Regions from separate parts of the Mus musculus genome. Here region 1 is linked to region 2. The links are chromatin contacts, called in public HiChIP or PLAC-seq maps. All regions are on one chromosome and are shown on one strand. The core of a region is the stretch at or near the end of the contact, and the rest is flanking DNA. Distances in the headings are between cores, read along the strand shown. Region 1 overlaps Nfasc (neurofascin). Region 2 holds the start of Klhdc8a (kelch domain containing 8A).

What was found. HiChIP or PLAC-seq counts read pairs in DNA pulled down with a chosen protein or histone mark.
Region 1: a contact with region 2 is called in a FOXA1 HiChIP or PLAC-seq map of pancreatic cancer cells. The contact joins the enhancer-like site here to the promoter of Klhdc8a in region 2. A contact is called at or near these places in 2 of 39 promoter capture datasets (liver and pre-B cells), 5 of 484 Hi-C or Micro-C datasets (the Ba/F3 cell line, the G1E-ER4 cell line, liver and 2 more) and 1 of 115 datasets of contacts at active chromatin or transcription factors (pancreatic cancer cells).

Annotation. Positions count from the first base shown.
Region 1 is chr1:132,590,898-132,593,597 of GRCm38.p6, forward strand. It overlaps Nfasc (neurofascin), which reads right to left. Exons shown (of 30, transcript NM_182716.4): 24 at 2,454-2,468. Among named protein-coding and RNA genes, the nearest start is that of Gm51646, 44 kb to the left of the region's middle. Within about 2 kb of position 1,269, at least 18 of the 459 cell types and tissues checked have an H3K27ac peak or open chromatin away from gene starts, as enhancers often do. A contact at or near this core is called in pancreatic cancer cells, where this site is marked.
Region 2 is chr1:132,297,309-132,300,008 of GRCm38.p6, forward strand. Klhdc8a (kelch domain containing 8A) reads left to right here and starts at 1,318. Exons shown (of 5, transcript NM_144810.5): 1 at 1,318-2,344. The coding sequence starts at 1,969. Gm51645 (a long non-coding RNA gene) reads left to right here. Exons shown (of 4, transcript XR_003947998.1): 4 at 1-73.

The DNA.
Region 1 (2,700 bases), core at 19-2,518, 290 kb after region 2:
CAGGAAGGGCATGAGCTTTTCACAAGGGAACTATGTATTGCTCAGGCCTGTCAGAGCATTTCAACCTGGGACTGAGTTAGGGAGAGGATGGAAGACTGATGAGCCCTGAAGAGGGGCTGGCATTAACAGAGGGGGTCACAGGTTAGGTAGATATATTCCTGGGTTAGAAGTTGTAGCCACACAGGAACTATGAGTGTGGGAAAAGCCCTGGCTGGTACTGATTGGCAATCAACAGCTGGCCAGCAACCTAGAGAGAGCCATGAATGTCCAGTACCAAAGATGGTTTAGGGAAGCCTAGATCTGGAAGCTGAGAGTCTGCCAATATAGGGAAGGCTAACCCTATAGACTGTCTTAGTCCCCAAGAAAGACACACAATTAAGGACTTGAGCGTTTGGGGGAGTATCGTGTAGAGATGGAGAGACGACACATCTTGTTCATTTTCACGTTGTCCTAAACCCGCCACAGAGCTTCTTCTATCAGCAACCCACCCAACCTTCACAGCTCTGAGCTGAGTCAAAGACAAGAACAGCTTCCAGGCATTCCAAGATGGAATGTTCGGTCCAAGATCGTCCACATGGCACGAAGACTACCCCAGCCAAGTCACAGACTGTTAGACAGATGGGTAGCAATCCTAGCAGACTGAAGATACAGGTGGATGAGAGGGATTATTTTCGCCGGGCGATAGAAGAACTGATCAATTTGGGGGGAAGTGACGAGGTTTGGTGAGGATGAGAAGGAAGAGGGTGGAGGGCTGGACACCACTCCCTTTGAATAGACCCAAGCTCTACTGGCCCCAGAAGGTGTTGTGCACGCAAAGCTGACAACATCTGATATAACTGGCATGTCTCAGTTACCCAAAAGTACAATCTGCCCTTCCCGTGTGTCATGTGGAAGTTGGTGCCTGGAAAACACACTTGATTGACAGCAAAGACCCAGGGCCCATCCTGCACAGCATGCTGAGTTTAGATCGTTTAAAATTGGAAGGAAGACATGGAGGGGGAGTTGGAATGACACGTCTCCTTGCAACTGCAGCTCACAGGAGGGCTGCACAGACTGCCCTCTGAACACGGCAGACTTCTTACTGCTGGATCCTCTACACTGGGTCTGGAGTGCCCAATGAGGAAGGAGACAGGAAAAATGCTTGACCAATGAATGAGCTTTGAGTGGACTCACCCCAAGTACCTGTTGTCTCCACTGGGGAAGAGACTCACACATGAGCCAGGAAGACAGGGTGACCCTCCCTCTAGCATGGCAAGAATTGTTTGCTCTGTGGTCCCCAGGCCTTGGACAACTTCTGTGACTCACATCCTGGAAGAGGGCTGGTGGGAGGAAGCACTGGCCTAGCTGGCTGGCCTGGTTACTGGGTAGGAGGCTGAGGTAGGGAAGACTGGTAGTTTCTTAATACTGGCGGATCTGGCTGGCAAAACATGAAACCATAAGGGGGTATGCAACAGAAGCAGAATCAATGTAGGAAGCAGTGGGCGGAAATAAACGGGTGTTGGTAGGAAGCAAACCAAGTGAGCTAGGAAATACAGAGCAAGCTCGGATTCCTGCCTGGTTCTTGATTCTCTCACCTAAAGGTGTGTCTTAACAAAACTTGTTTCTTTATGCAGGCTCTCGTGTACCCTGGAATGCCCTCATCTCCTAACTTGTGGGAAAATCCAAGCTCAGAGGACTAGGAAAGGAACCCAGGCAGCCCTTGCCTAGTTTCTCTGGCTTGAGGGCAGCCCTTGGTAGAGCTTTGATGGCCCTCAAACCAACAGCATGAAGACTGGAGGAGAAACTTGTTAGCAGGTTGGCTTTTGTCACAGACCCACCTGGCCAGCTCCTGACCCCAAAGGAGGGGGTCTGTCTCCATACCAAATACTGAGGAGCTGAGTTCCTGGAGTCAAGACCATCAATCCCTGACACACATTGAGGCTCCAGGCTCTGGAGCCCTGGTCTCACTCAGAGACGTGCTTGCTTATTCTCACTGAATGGAACATACGCTAGCTGGTGGAATGGCGCTGGGTCCCCCCATGCAGCATGCAAAGGCCAGCATGCAGTGTGTTCACCCTTTCAGGGGGATTGTGGTGTCACCAGGGCCAGGAACCAGCTGTTCCCTCTATAGCACACCTTCTAAGAGCATCTCTATGATCAGAGATGTCAGGTCCAGCAAGGCTCAGGTGGCCACAACAGGTTTTCTCTCAGCTTCAGAGGGTTCTACATGTGAGACCACTTCTGAGCCAGCCTCTTTCGTAAGGACAAGCATTATATGAAAGGAGAGAGCATGCTCACATCCTCTAGTCAATGCTCTCTAAACACCTTCCTTTCAAGTTTGGCTTCTCCACTGAAAGGGTGACCTGGAGCATGCTTTCAGCCCTCGCCACTTCCTCTTGCTGGGCTCTGGCCAGCATGGGCTCCATTTGCACTGCCCCGAGCCATGCCCATTACCTCTGTTGATGGTACAATACCTGCAGTTGGAGTAGCTTCAGACACAGCACCCAAGATGGCCAGAGAGAGAGGGAGAGAGGATGAGAGAGGGAAGAGAAAACAGCATAGGTGAGACCACAGAGGAGAACAGAAAGGGTCTGGCGCCAGCCTGACTCCAGGGGTATGGCCAGGTGCTAGATGCAACCCTGAGGATGCTAAGTGGTGTTCAGGGCGTCATGCTCTACCCCACCGGAGCTAGGCGGGTTGTCGTTATTCCACCTGGGGCTT
Region 2 (2,700 bases), core at 68-2,567:
TGAAGAGTCATACACTTTTAATCCCAGCATTTAGGAGGCAAAGGCAGGTGGATTTCTGTGAGAGACCCTTCCTCAATAAATGGGAAGCTGGGGGGTGGGGTGGGGAGGAGAATTGGAGGCTATAGCAGGGAGATTGTGAGTTCCAGGCATACTGAGGAAAACAAAGAGGGGGTGAAGGGAGGGAGAGAGAGAGAGAGAGAGAGAGAGAGAGCTATTGATTCTTTCAACAATGATACTCCAGGAGTGAGCTCCATTCCCAGCCCCTTGTACAACGTGGCTGAAATGACAAGGCTTCAGACATGGGCTGTCAGGGGCTGGGGATCATAGAGTCCTCCTACCAGATATCAAAAGGTGACGTGGGAGCCCTGTAATGAAAATATACTCTGTTTATGGCATTGTCCTATAGCTTGGTGGGATTTTAATACTGGGAAAAACCGGATAAAGAATACTCCTTTCTTACAACCACATGTGACTCTATAGTTTATCACAAATAAAAGTTTAGTGCCTAGCGTGTGCACATCTCTGAGATCCATCCCCAACAGTGAGAGGAAATGCATACCAACATATAAGCACGTGAGTATGTGTATGTGTGTGTGTGTGTGCGCGCACACACACACACACACACACACACACTCACTCACAGACTCAGAGTAGAAACTGAAGCTAAGTTTTCCAGAGCAAACATTTGAACAGCAGTCTGTCAGGTTCCCGAGCTTGAGCCTTTCTGAATGGAAGGAAGCCAGAGAGGAGGACCCCGTGGGCTTGGGGAGACACTGCTAGGTGGTCCGGTATATCATGGGTACTTGAATTACTGGGTACTACAGTTCTGAAGGGTCTGTTGCTGGGTGGTTTGAGAGACCATCCACCCAGTCCTGCAGTTGCTGCTAAGGGCCGGGATTTGTTAATCAGGTTTGCACACTACAGATGCACAAGGGTTTGGAAGGTGAGGTCCTCCCAGCTTGTCTATTGGTGTGTTCAGCTGTGGTTTCCCTGTCTGTGACTTTATTTGAGGCTTTGTGGACGTCTCCACTTAGGAGGGAAAGAAGATTCTGTGTGAATTACATGCACACGAGTGAGAATTGTTAGATCGGCAGATCCCTGCCACATCTGTGCCTCCTAACTGGCTTCTGAGGTTAGACCATGTGAGCATACCTCCCCCCAAACAAAGCCAGCCTGTCACGAACTGGGTCTGTGTACTGTAGACAAACCGGGTAATTGGCCTCTCCGCCTCCTCACCCAAAACAAACACTCGCAAACGCCCGCCCCCACGCTGGCAGGATCTGCCTGTCATCTGGGCACCCGGCTCCTGCTCCGGCTGTCTCCGACCCTGTAGACACTGCAGGCCCTGCCCTCGCTCGCCCTGGTCGCCCGGGGCTGACGCACAGGCCACAGCCTCCGCCTCGGGGCGCGTGGGCTCCTGCCCAGGTGTGGAAGCTGCGGGGAGGCGGTGCGGGGAACCCGCGTCCTCCGGCCGGAGCTCGGCTTCTGGCGACCGCTCTCCTGCGCGGGTGACGGCGGCGTGCGGGCTGGGAAGGGCAGGGAGCGCTGTCCTCCGCTCCGCGGCTGCCAGGCGGACCGTGAAAGCTTCGCGCGGCTGTAGGCGCCGCCCGGGAGCTAGTGCTGGGCGAGCGCGGCGCCCACGCGCGGTGGGGTGGGCTCCGAGCTCCGGGGGACCGGGCGGGGGCGGGGCGCATCCTGCAAAGTTGACCAAGGGTGAGCTACCGCCGGCGCCCTGCTGCCCTAGATTCGCCAGGTTCTTTCCGCGGAGCCAGGCGTGGACGTCGCTGCCCCGCTGACACCCAAGGGACCCGGAGAAGCCAGCGGGCGTCGGCAGGGAGCCCGTGCAGCGCGAGATGGAGGCTGAGAGAGGGGACGCGCCGACCGGCGCCGTGTAGCCCGCGGGCCCCGGGGCTGGACCTTGCCCGGACGCTGTGGGGGCGCTCGAGCAGGGCCCTCCCCCGGGCTGCCATGGAAGTGCCCAATGTCAAGGACTTTCAGTGGAAGCGCCTTGCTCCACTGCCTAGCCGCCGGGTCTATTGCTCACTGCTGGAGACTGGGGGGCAGGTCTATGCCATCGGGGGATGTGATGACAATGGCGTCCCTATGGACTGCTTCGAGGTCTACTCCCCCGAGGCCGACCAGTGGACCTCCCTGCCCTCCCTGCCCACAGCCCGGGCCGGGGTAGCGATCACTGCCCTAGGAAAGCGGATTATGGTGATCGGGGGTGTGGGCACCAATCAACTGCCTGTGAAGGTCGTGGAAATGTACAACATCGATGAGGGCAAGTGGAAGAAGAGAAGCGTCTTGCGCGAGGCTGCCATGGGCATTTCTGTCACAGCCAAAGGCAAGTGGGGCCAGGGTTGAGGGTGGGCATTAGGGAAGAAAGTAAAGGGTCACGGGGGACACGGGTGTAAGGCAACATGATTTGGGTGGCCAATACACATTCCCTATAACATTCGAGCCTTACATTAAGCACTAAAACTAGAGACCCACTGCCCTTACTTTACAGATTGGAAAGGGACACTGAGCAGGTGAAATGTCTAGGAATTCCATCTGATGCCAGGAGTCAGCTCCAGCAAGCTGGGCAGGCCACTGCAGAGGGAGAGCCAAGGTGTGAGCCACGGGGTTATCTGCAATGACTCTGCAGACCCTGGCATTCAGCCGAATGACCACATTTGCCCTTGGCCGCCTGTCCCCTCC